Linked DNA regions of Mus musculus: all the other regions are linked to region 2. A link is a contact called in public HiChIP or PLAC-seq and promoter capture Hi-C data. All regions are on one chromosome and are shown on one strand. The core of a region is the stretch at or near the end of the contact, and the rest is flanking DNA. Distances in the headings are between cores, read along the strand shown. Region 1 holds the start of Albfm1 (albumin superfamily member 1). Region 2 has its middle 9.7 kb from the start of Gm19619. Region 3 has its middle 25 kb from the start of Gm36084.

What was found. Promoter capture Hi-C pulls out the DNA fragments that hold promoters and counts their contacts. HiChIP or PLAC-seq counts read pairs in DNA pulled down with a chosen protein or histone mark.
Region 1: a promoter capture Hi-C map of liver shows a contact between it and region 2, with 3 times the contacts expected there. The contact joins the promoter of Albfm1 here to the enhancer-like site in region 2. A contact is called at or near these places in 3 of 39 promoter capture datasets (liver and stem cell-derived epiblast-like cells), 1 of 484 Hi-C or Micro-C datasets (liver), 1 of 115 datasets of contacts at active chromatin or transcription factors (hepatocytes) and 1 of 9 other capture datasets (macrophages).
Region 3: a contact with region 2 is called in an H3K27ac HiChIP or PLAC-seq map of hepatocytes, with 6 times the contacts expected there. The contact joins two enhancer-like sites. A contact is called at or near these places in 2 of 115 datasets of contacts at active chromatin or transcription factors (hepatocytes and pancreatic cancer cells).

The regions. Positions count from the first base shown.
Region 1 is chr5:90,558,649-90,562,746 of GRCm38.p6, forward strand. Albfm1 (albumin superfamily member 1) reads left to right here and starts at 2,561. Exons shown (of 14, transcript NM_001252661.1): 1 at 2,561-2,669. The coding sequence starts at 2,585. It also overlaps the pseudogene Gm2602.
Region 2 is chr5:91,290,735-91,294,910 of GRCm38.p6, forward strand. No RefSeq gene overlaps it. Among named protein-coding and RNA genes, the nearest start is that of Gm19619, 9.7 kb to the left of the region's middle. Within about 2 kb of position 2,582, at least 21 of the 459 cell types and tissues checked have an H3K27ac peak or open chromatin away from gene starts, as enhancers often do. A contact at or near this core is called in hepatocytes and liver, where this site is marked.
Region 3 is chr5:90,687,926-90,692,065 of GRCm38.p6, forward strand. No RefSeq gene overlaps it. Among named protein-coding and RNA genes, the nearest start is that of Gm36084, 25 kb to the right of the region's middle. Within about 2 kb of position 2,091, at least 117 of the 459 cell types and tissues checked have an H3K27ac peak or open chromatin away from gene starts, as enhancers often do. A contact at or near this core is called in hepatocytes, where this site is marked.

The sequences.
Region 1 (4,098 bases), core at 1,311-3,810, 730 kb before region 2:
AGCCTACTCCTAAGAGTAGCTTGCTTTCCCAGAGAGACTTTCTCCAAGGAAACTACCTTTTCATTTAACCAAAGTCACCCTTTAGAAATGAGGGAACTGGGGGTGGGAAACGCTTAAGTCATAACCAGCAGCCTCCTGTTTCCAATGTTCTGGTGGCCAACACTTACTCTTCTCTCATGGGTTACCTGTTCACTTGCATGGACACCATGCTTAAGTCCCTGAAGGAAGCCATGGCAAGCTGCCTGTCTGCTACCCTCCATGATCCCAGGCACATCTTTGCCACACTGCTGGACCCTCACTACAAAGCTTCCTTGTTCACAGAGGAAGAGGCAGAGCACTACAGGCAAGACTTCATCAGGGAACTAGAAATACTGAATTCTACCTCAGAGGACACGGCCACCTCCAACGGCTGTGACTCAGGGTCTCCACTTAAAGACACTGGCACAGAGAAGAGCCTGTGGTCACTTGCACCAATAGAGAGATCAGAGAGAGAGAAGCTATCTGAAAACATGGTGCTTGCATCTTTGGAGGAAGAGATGCTGGAACACAGCTGTGACCCACTTACCTACTGGAAGCTGAAGTAGTCATCTTGACCTGGGCTGTCTACCTTAGCAGTCCGATTTCTGGGCTGTCCCCCAAGTACAGTCCCCTCAGAAAAGCTGCTGAGCATACCCATGGATTCTGGCAGCTTTGGCCAACCCAGGCTCATGATGGAGCATTTTGAAAAGCTCATCTTTTTAAACGTAAATCTCCCCTTAGTAGGCTTTCAGTATGGAACTCAGAGATGGAGCCACCAGACTGGAAATGTGCTTCAGTGCTGTTGTACCAGAGCCGACACTGCCTGGCGGGGCCATGCAGGACACCAGAGCAAGCATCTGGGGCTACCTGCAAGTTCTCACTGTAATATCCACATGGGCCTTACTCCTCCTTTGGGCCAGAAGACCACTAGAAACAAACTCTTGGCAATTATTGGAATAGGATGATCAGGTATAAAACTATAAAGTTTTGTTTTGTTTTAAGAGGGGATAGCAATCTGTTTTACTAGAATGGAAGGAAGATATAAACAACTTTATTGTGTAGGGTTTTTTTTTATTCAGTTGTGTAAAAACCACAAATCAGGTGCTGTATTTTAATTAAATATTTCAATTGCAACAAAACAGTTTCTGTGTCTGATAAACGAAACCTGCAAATAGGCGGTGGCGGCTAAGCCATCCTGACTGAACAGTTCTTAACCACAGGCTCCACAGTATGCCGAAGAGAGAATATTCTGGAAGCTGTGCACGTTACAGAACCAGGCATCTGAAAGCAAAACTGAACTTGGGCATATCACGGAGTGTGGGTCATGAGAAGGTTCCCGCGTCAGATGATGCATTCAGGTTTTCCACGGCCAGTTAACTCAGAGATACCCCGTTTTTCATGAGCTCCTTGAAATTGGATCTGGGTCTTAGCATCATGCTTAGGACTTCGCCAGTGCATGGTATGACACGTTGACAACAGATGGCCTGTTGATCAAACCTCCATGCCTCTGATTTACTTTTGTGTCTCTATACAATAAAGCCATCTCATAAGAAGTACGCACTGACCCCTCACAGTTTGACCAGATATAGCTCAGATTCTACTTTGAAGGGGTCGCCTGTTGACAGGGAAAGTGCTTGTTTATTGCAGTCATGAGAAAAGCCTTAGGCATTTTGATTTGTTTTTCCTATGATAGGGAAGCCCCAACCATCATTGGGACTTTATAGAATCCCAAAGATATCAACATGAAGTATCAGCTATCAGATTCTTTACCGGACTCTAAAGTTTCTGCTTATAACTCTAAAAGGTTTTTCATTTCCTCATTTCAAATCAATTAAATATGGGTGAAACAAATCACTCATTTGCCTCTGACCTTTTAGAAAAAAAATGTTTTTTTTTGAATTTCTGAGTTTGCAAGGACTATGCTTTAGTGTATTTATATAAATGATGAGCTTGGATTCTAAAATTAAACTTTTTATTTGAGATTTTCAAGGAAAAAAAAAGAATTGGTCTTAATTTTCCATTTAGGCAGTGGTGACGTGTGTGAGTGAAAGTCACATGATGGTCCTGATTGACAACCAGCACTCAGGGATAGGAGTCCTTTGTGTTTGCTGGCTTGGCTGTGCCCTCCACCTCTCCCCTCTCCAGGGTCTTGGCAATGCCAGTGTTGGCATTGACACCTGAGTCCAGTCCACTTGCCCAGTCAAAGGCAGTTCATGTTTGCTTTCTCTTTGCCTCTTTAGAACTTTGCACATGTAAACAGGCATTTCTATGAAACGAGATACTGTAGACTGGCATTTACCAAACAGGTGCATCGTTTGCTAGCACGAGGCCTGTGTGTTGCAATCTCAAACATATCATAGGTCGACATGATCTGCTTTAAATTCCTGTATTCATTAACAAACACGGACATTTCTTCACTGTCCTGAGTTTGTCCGGTTTCATGACAGTCCATGGGAGCCTTAAGAAAAACTAATATTCACTAGAAAAGCTAACGGTTAATGATAATTGCTGGAAAAGAATATAAACACCATCATTCCTCTCAAACGGCGGAACTTCATCTGAAACAATGGAGGTTCTTAAAGCTCTACCCTTCATTGTTTTCTTCAGCTACAGTAAATGTGAGTCTCTCCAAACAAGTTTACTACATGCAGGTAGGAAATCCCATCTGCTGCCTGTGTGGCCTATGTGTAAGGATTATATGAGGAACCATGACAGTCACTAACACGTGTGTGGAGAGCCTTATCTTTCTCAGTGGTCATCGCTGTCAAAAAACAGTCATTGACACTTGCTAGACACCTGTGAGTGGAATGGCCTGAGAAACAGGCCTGTACGTTGAGGCCACTCCTCTGGGACTACCCCACTTTAAGCTTCCCTTCTTTGTCCCCAGTCTAGATGAGAGACTGCTTCGTTTAAGCCAATGTTTGAAACTGGCTAAAGTGAATTCAAATAGAGCAAAAAATGGGAACGACTCGGGAATAATCCTGGAAGCTACATTATTACCTGTTATTACAAGGCAATATGCTTACCCCTTGACACGTGTTTTCATTTAATAATCTTTTACATGTGTGTGTTCTGTACATACGCGTATGTGCACATGTATGTATAGGTTGGAGGTTGGCATAGGGTGTCTTCCTCAGTTGCTCTTCAACCTTAATTTTCTGAGATAGGTTCTTACTGAGCCTGGAGATTACTGATTGGCTAGAATGTCTGGAGATTACTGAGCCTGGAGATTACTGATTGGCTAGAATGTCTGGCGATTACTGAGCCTGGAGATTACTGATTGGCTAGAATGTCTGGCCAGTGAGCTCCAGGGATCCTCCTGCAGCAATAATGGGATAAGAGACTCAAGGTACTTGCTGGGTCTCGAAAGTAGGTTCCTGGCATCCAGGCTCACAGTTTTATGATTGTACAGCGAGTGCTCTACTGACTGAGTCATTTTCCCAGCCCCTCATTCGCTCTTCGTACCCACACAAAGCGCTAAAACTTCACACGTACATGCAAATGCGTTTTATAAATAGAAGTTGAAATCTAAAGAGTTGCCTTTAAAACCTTTACTTTTGTGCAGCAATGGTAATTGCTAATGGTTGCTTACGTAAAAGAAAGCTGCTTGGTTCTTTGGAAACCGTTAGTGTAAGAAGAAAGACACAGCTCCATCGAGGTGTATGTGTGTGTGTGTGTGTGTGTGTGTGTGTGTGTGTGTGTGTGTATGTGTGTGTGTGAGTATGTGTGTTGTGAGAGAGAGTATGTTTGTGTGTGTGAATGTGTGTGTCTCTGTGAGTGTGTGTGTGTGAGAGTATGTTTGTGTGTGTGTGAATGTGTGTGTCTGTGTATGAGTGTGTGTGTGTGTATAGTGAGTGGCTGGTGGAGATGCAATCTCCCTCACAGAGTGTGGAAGACTCGTTCTTTGCCAAATCAAGAACGTTAGACTATTAATCTCTGGGATTTTGTTCCCTAGCCCTGACATTTACTTTCGATTGTGCTAATAGCTTATAATGAAATAATCAAAGAGTTTAACCAAATCACTAACTTTAAAGAATTCAGAGTCCGTTGTGTGACTGTGAACAGAGGGCAATCTGTGTG
Region 2 (4,176 bases), core at 1,332-3,831:
TGATTCCCTCAGTTCAAAGGCTTTTGGGTGTTTACTTGTAGTGTTTCTTTACAGCACATATAATATCTAATAGAAATGTGTTCCTCCAGGCCAGGGCTGCCAGTTTCTATGAGAGGATATTGACTCCCTAGAACTGCCTCTGGTGGTCGTCACCTCTAGTCATCTGTACTATTCAGGTCTAGAAATGAGGCCAGTCTAACTGAAAAACTAAATTTTATTTTTCATTCAATTTTAATTGATTCAAGCTGATACATATGGTTATGACAATGGTGTGGTGTTGGAAAGAGAAACAACCTGACTGAAGTCATGTAATGGGCCGAGGAGGAGGGAAGGGCCCTTTATGGATGATATTGTCACACAAGCTTACACTTTTCTCAGCAATTTTATATAAGTGCTTTTGTACTGTACAGTTGCAAATGTCTGTAAATGTACGGTTGATGAGTTCTGGCCTACATATATGTCTTATAATGACTGTAATAAAAATGCATCCTTATCCCCAATGACTCCTCCCCCTTTTTCCTGGTCCCTGTCAAACAGTGATCTGGTTTCTTTCATTCCTATTCTGTCCCATTTGCAAGGATCTCGTGCAGATGATCAGATACACGCAGTCTTTTGCCTCTTGTATCTTCCAAGCAGCACAATGATGCATTTGTCCGTGTGCCTGCTAATGTATAGCTCTTCTTCTTACTACCCAGTCATATGTCATTATAGACATATCCTATGAATAACTTTCATATGTTTGTACACTGTCCCTGGATGGCTCTTCATAAGTTCATTTAGCTTATTTTGAAATCATGTTTTTAAAATTTATTCTTTGAGAGTTCCATAAATATATTTCTGTCATTTAGCTTCCCTTCCCCCAACTCCTTCCAGACCCTCCCCACCTCTCTACCTACCCAACTCCATGTTCTAGATCATTCTTAAGAGAAAAAACCCACACATAAATGAAAATAGAACAGTGGATTCCAGTTTGTGTTGGGACTACTCCTGAGCATCAGGCCTGCCTAGGGTTAAGGTTGATATGTCCCACTGTAACTCCACTGAAGAAAACTGCCTTCCCCTGTCCTGGCATCAACTGATTTCCATCTGTTGCCTTTACCCCTGGAAAATCTCTCAGTAATATTTGGTCTTGTGGTAAATATGTATGAATAAAATGAACTTCCAAACTGTTCACTAAAACTGACTACATCATTACGGTCATTTGGCATTGCTGGACTCCTAATTCTGAGATCTTCAGTGACACATCCTGTAATACGAGTGGCCTGATGACCGTGATGTTATACATGTTGTGCTATCTTCTTTAGTTAGGTGTTAAATTATTTCTAAACTATCATTCTCTTCATAGTTAATCAAACTATTATTTCCCAGGTATAGCTGCAATCCTCCGCCCAGCCCCCCAGTCTCCACAGGCCGGTGATTTGCCTCCTTCGTTTCTCATGCTCTTCCTGTGCTGTGCAGTTCTTCTCACTGCTTTCCCGTCCCTGGATTCGTGCTGCTTGACTTCACCTAAAACTACCCCTGCTCAGGGTTACAGATATTTCTGTTCATCATTTCTTCCAAGGACTGTTTTAAATGACATCTTAATATTTATTTTTTAGTTGAAAAAGTCTTTTTCCTAAATTAAAGATAGAATCCAAGTTCATTTCCTGTTTTCTTCCAAACCTCAGATGAATACACAATTCGCCTGGTAAAACAGGTCTTAGCCCAGTCTGGATTAAATAGTGAATGATCGCTGTGCGCACTGTGACATGGGTAACTCCAGGTCCCCTTAGATCACAAAAGGGAAGTCTTAGAGCTAAGAATCATCACAGATAACTTTAAACCCTACAAAGATGCAAAGTAAAAACTAACTAAAGTTCCTTGACTTTAATGTTTTAATGAACATAATCATTCTTAATCTGTCCCACGTTATCTCTCTCATTGCATTGATTTGTTTATCCTTATGGCTAAGTAATAAGGACAGATGTGTGACACCGTGGGATCTGCTTGCTTTCCACGATCAGATTCCACATATGTCTAAAACTCAGCCTAGAATTGGGGTAAAATCACAAAGACAGAAATGTTTTCTAATAAGCTTTGGAGATGAATCTCCAGAGTTGCTTTCAGTTTTTAAAGTTGTTATATACAGAGTATAAAAAAAAATAGCTGCTTTTTAAATTGTTCAGTGAAAGAATGGAATGGAATAAAGATCTAGAAATATGCTGCTTATGTGCCTCTTAGAAGTTTATGTGCCTCTTCTGGGTGACCTGGTCGTACACAGACTTGGAGGTACAAGACAGGGTAATGCCCAGAGGAAGCTAATGTTAACTGCACAATGTACTCCCCTCCTCATTTCCGCCAGTGAGACTGGGCTTTCCAGAGTCTCAGGAGAAGTGACCTGACCTGGAAAAATGATCTGACCTAAGGACTTTCCGAGAGGACTGCTACACTGAAGAGTTTGACCGCTAATTACCCCACTGCCTCGTGACAGCTATGGAAAACCTAAAGCAGTAAAAATTATTGCTCAGGTTCTCTGTGTTCTCTGAAGTCACCTTCCCAAGGCATGCACAAAGCTGGGCCACCTCCTATTTGGTAAATGATTCTCCTGAGTGATGAAACAGGTAGAAAGGAAGCTCACAGGTCACCTCTGGACTGGTTGGCAAGTATTTGCAGGGACAGATAGTCACAATTTCTGCTCTTAGGACGGAAACCTGTTCATATGTGAAAAATAATGACAGTCACATGCACCTGAGCTGGCAATAAACCTTGTGAGGTTGGCTGGTCCTCTTGTGATCTGATGCTAAGCTCTTCCTTATTACAGGATGCTGACTTAGATATAAGACTGCCAGAAAAGAAAAAAAAAGACCTCCTCAGTGTGCACACCTGCTTCTCCGTAAATATCCATTTGCCTTCTACTAAGTACAACTTCAGTTCTTAACTTGAATCTCTGTCTTCATCCAGTGGGATTATGGCAAGTCATATACACTGATTGAATATATGTATCAACTTATCTGCCTTTCATTCCTTGCCAAAGTGAGTAAGATATTTTAAAGGAGCAGGTTTCTGAGTCCTCATTCCTCAGTCTTTCATTGGACTTTCATTGTGCAGAGAAATGTAGAAAGGAATTTACGGTTCTAAAAGGAAATATCAGATCCAAAACCTAATTCTTCTCCAAAAAAGAGCAAAGGTACTGAATCCTGTTGTGTGTCTTGAGGCTGAACTTAGCCTACCCTCCTTCCGCTCAGCACACCAGTTCCTCTCTGAGCACTTCCATTTGCCCACCCATTCCAGGAGGGGCTTTCTTAACTTAAAATGGATCTTTGGCACATCTTGTCTCACACTGGATGCTATTTTGTCCAGGCCCGGATCACTCTGTATTACTATCACACAGCTGGATCCTTAACCTAATTTAGGAATTTAGTTCAGTAGTCAGAGATCCATCCGTAGGGTATAGTCTAGTTGCCTGTGTTCCTGAGCTCCAGTGTAAAGTCAAGTATGGAAGATTGGGATTAAACCAGGGTTTTCATGCTGGGACAGTGAGGAGACACAAATGAATTGGAGTTGTGAGGCAAGGTGCAGGGCTTGATCAGATATAGAAGAAGAAAAGATTTAATTATAGCCAGGTAGCATGAACTTGAAACTAAGCCACCAGGAACCCACCCACTCCAAATTCTAGCTTTTTAAGAAAGTATCACCTTTGTAGCTTTCTGACCATGGTTTTGGGCACTAAGGAAATACCTTGAGATGAAGGGAAGGAAAGAGGGGGTCTCGCCACTGCAATAGATTGGCCCATACATGTTAAGAGACCTGGCTAGAAGGAAGACTGTAGAAGAAGGATGTGTGCCAAAGCAATTATGTCACCGTGATGTACATCTGCTTATCACAGAACAAACCTGTCTATCTGAAATTCATTTTCGAATTATATTCAACCGGTATCAGAGTTATCTTGAAATATTTGATCTTTCCAAACCAGTCCTTTGGGAAAAGGCAAGAAGTAGAAAATCAAGCCATAATCCTAAAGATCTGATGCCCCTAAAATGTCAATCAATCATCAGAGGCAGTCCGAATGTAAACCCTGAGAAGTGACTGGCGGTGCAGATCCGTCATTCCCAAGCAATGATCTTTGAAATCTGTTTTATTGCCTTTGTGTGCCCCATGTTTGAGATCTGGATTAATGGCTGTGGGTTTCTCAGTTCA
Region 3 (4,140 bases), core at 841-3,340, 600 kb before region 2:
GATCATCCCAGCACATCCCTCTATTGGTATCCAATGCTGTCTCTTCTGTGTTCAGTCCGGCTTTACAGTGCCCACTCTTAGCCACTAATGGAAAAGGAAACAAGTCAATTACAGCTGCATGAGTGTCCTGGGTGAATCACACAAACATACCCCAGCGTGAACAAACCCGGGCACAGCCACGCAAACAGTGCCATTCCTCTTACATGAAGAACCGAGCCCACAAAATGCGTTCTGTTGTTTCGGAATGCACACATAGAAGGTAAAGATGTGAAGAAGGACGGGAATGATTACTGAAAACAGTCATGTCTACCAGACGAGTGGGATGGGAGGGACTCGTAGTGTTATGTTACTTCTCACTTAGTCTGGTGGTGTTTGTACATCAGTTCATAGTTATAATAAACTTTACAAATGTAGTTTTGCTCTTTATGTGATCGAAGCTCATATTTAAAGAAAAAAAAGTAAGGATCCACTGCAGGAGAGCTTCAGGAAGGTCCTGCAATGCCAGGCCAACATGAGGTCTTCCTCTGCAGCCACTCTCTGTGGCTTTCTTTTTCTGGAAATCTTCCCAAATTGCCTGCTTTTGAAAAGGTAGCTCTACTGTGCACATGGGGTTAAAGTGGACTCTGCTCTTTTTCACTATGGGGGGGGGTGTAGACCGGGCTCTCAATGACCCCTCCCCCGAGGAGCTTCCTGGCCCATCTCAAGTGGCCTGTACAGCTTTCTCTCCTCCTGTAGTTAGGCAGCTCAGCATCAATATTCCAAAGCAAACTTCATCAATTCTGCTTTTAAAGATCTTTCTTTTTCCTTTTAGGATTAACTTCATAAAGCTTGAGGGGGGGGGGTGGTGGAGTGGAAGGGGAGGGGCAGGCATGTTTTAACCCAATAATGCTGTCAGTCAAGGTAGACATTCTGACTACTGTGCAGGCAGCCAGTTTCCAGCAGCATGGCTCCCCTTTTTTCTTTATCTACATGTGACTTGGCCAGAAGAGAGTTAGAAATGAAGACCAGATAAGAATTTATGTGCCTGCAGAAAGCAAAAGAAGGAACTATTTGTGGGGAGGAAAGAGAGAGAAAGATGGGAGGAAGAGAGCAATATAGGGGGGCAAGTAACCAAAAATAGGAATATGTATATGAAAATGTCCTAGTAAAACTCAGTTCCTCGTATGCTAACCAAAGTGATAATTAAAAGAAATTTAGAGGCCGGGAAATGGTTAAGAACACATTTTGTTCTTTCAGAAGATGCAAGTTCGGTTCCCAGTACTCACACTGGGTGTCCAGGGGTCATTTGAAGCAGTTTCTTCTACCATGGGGGCTCATCATATGGTATAGAAGGCCACCATGAAATGGTAATAATGTAGAAAATGAGGCATGACCAGGAAAAATGAAGAATCGTTACCATGTTTGTCTTGGCTCTTTGAGGGATACAAAGCTTAGTCGTGAGGCTGAGCCATGGTGTTATGGTCCAGAAACCCACCCTACCCTGTGTATTAAGACATTTCAGTTGAAGAATTTTATGAAATACTTTTTGCCTTATTAACGCAAAGAATAAACTTGTATTTCTTCCCTGAAAAATTCCCAAGGTATTGGTAAGTCAATAGCAGGAAATTCTTTTCTCAGCTTGTACTACCATGTAAGAGGCATCCAATTGCTCATGAATTGGCAGGCTAAGGGCACTTGTCACTTCCTGGTGGGCCACTTTCCCAGAGCAGGAGAAGGCACCCGTTACTGTTCATTGTGTTTCTTGGGTTATAGTCCTGAAGGTCTGAGCTTTGCTTGGATTAACGGGAACTGATGTTGAATCGAGTAGAGAGAAAACTGTTTTAGTATGAAGCTGTGGTCTCAGGTGGACGTGCAGAAAGCACCATGCTGAACAAAGGCTTAGCCGCACTTCCCTCTCTCATGCTTGGACTCAGGAAATGCTACTTCATGGGTTGCAGCTACTTGTCAGGCTCATGACTCAACAAACTGAAATATTTGCTAAGTGAGTTTTGGTTGCACAACACAGGCTGCTCACCCGCAGCACACATGATGCTAAACACAATTATCGGCAGGTCAGCTTTGCTGTTGGCAGGCAGCTATGAGGAGTAGGGATGGGGCAAGAGGACAAACAGCCTGACCCTGGCTGCAGAGGTCAATGGGATGTCACTAGGTACTGGTCACACTCTTTCCCTTCTCTGGAAAGTCAGGGCCATGTTCAGTCAATGCAAATGCAACATGGGAAATGATTCTCGAAGGCTACTTCTTAGTGCCAAACATTTCCTGGTTTCCTTTGTGACAAACACAAGGATAGTATTACTCTGTGTTGTAGTCTGGCTTCTAGTCATCATGTGAAGCAGTGCCGATGGGAATTCATTTCACAGAAGGACCAAGGTCTGAGGCATGAGGCAGGAAGTCAGGACCTACAGCCAGGGTGAGGACGCGCCAGGCACTGTCACTGATGATGTTCAGCTAATATTACGTATCCTCTGTCTCAAGTGACCAGGTTTCATCTAAAGACCACCTAATCCTGGGAACAAAGGGTCTGTTACGTGAGGGCTGGTCAATTGTTTTTAGCCAAGCTTCCATATAGGAAAGAACAAACAAACAAACAAACCAAAACAAAAACAAAAACAAAAACAAAAAAACAAAAAACAACAAACAAAAATACCAAAAACCAAAAAACACAAAACCCCCTTGCCTTTCAACCAATAAAAACACTAAAGTGAGAAGGTGCTAGCCATTTATACTTCAGACATAAGTTTCACTAAAATAAAACGCCCATAGAGAAGCATTTTGCAAGAGTACAACTAGAGTCCCATTTTCCTACAGGAGCCCATATCTGGCCACCAGGTACCTGGAGTTCCGTTCCTGTACTGCATGAATACGTGGAGTGGAATAGATAGCTACCCTGCCACTTGCATCGTTCTCTCTGGGCAGCTCCATTGTCCCAGTTAATGTTCGGTCAGACCATTTTTCCCCACCCAGGATGCTTCTTGGCAGATAGTTATTGTCCAAAGATTACTTTAACTAGACTCTGGATACAAGCCATGGTGAGAGAAATGAGGTGTGAAAGATGTAGAATTTACTCCCCATGAAAGTGGCCATTCCTTTCTGAATGTCCTGGGTTGGTGTAGCATCCACTTTCCAAAAAGCAGTTCTGAGTGACTGGCCTGGAGACTGCTTTTACTGCTCCCACCTCGTTTTTGGCGTTCACACCAAGCCCTAATCCACAGTCGAAGTCTGTGGGCTGTGACAGAGGGGCTATGTAATGGCTCTGAGTGAGAAAGGACAACACCTAAAAAACAATCAACTCTCTCCATTCAACTCTCTCCTCTTTGTTCCAATGAGTATATGGTAAGCTTTGAGTTTATTCAGTCATAATGTATTGTTGGGGCTGGCTAAGGCCCTAATGTCCACTGTGGGCCACTCTTAACTATACCTGATTTATTATTGTTATACTAATGTTATTAACATGTATTCAATTCTAAAAATAGTTGATGATTTTCTGTAGCTCTCTATATATGTTAAACATGGGCTTAGATACTGGGACTCCTTGAATTAAATGATTTAGAATTAATTTTTAATTAAATTTTAATTAAAATTTTAGAATTAATGCTTTCCTAGAATTAAATTTTTAGTTGCAGAATAGATTGCAAGAAACATGACCTGCCTTATGGTGAAGACTTTTAGTTGTCCTACGAAACACTGAGACAATTTTCACTGGGGGTGATGCCCCACTTGCTGTTCGAGAATGTGGTGAGTGCAATCTCCTTTGTTATCTGTGGCATTCCTTACTTAAATCCCTCAAGGATTCTGTGCACTTGGGGCCAGGCATTCCAGTTTCTCCCTGTGGTCACCACTCTCATGGCAGATACTGAGCTGGACTGGATGAGACATGCTGGAAAGGCAGTCACTGAGAAAACAGTACTCTAAAGCCAAAGTGGAAATTTACTTAAAATCAGTACCAAAAATTTCAAACTTTTACCTTATCATGTTTTCTTTAGGAGTTATATGAAATTAGAATTTTATATAAAATGTTAATTAAAGTCATTATATAGAAAACAAAGAAGGACTTGGGGAATCAGGGAGGATATTCCAATGGTTGGGGAGCCTGAACGTAGTTTTATTGTAGAGATAACTCCCTGCCTCTGATAAAACAGC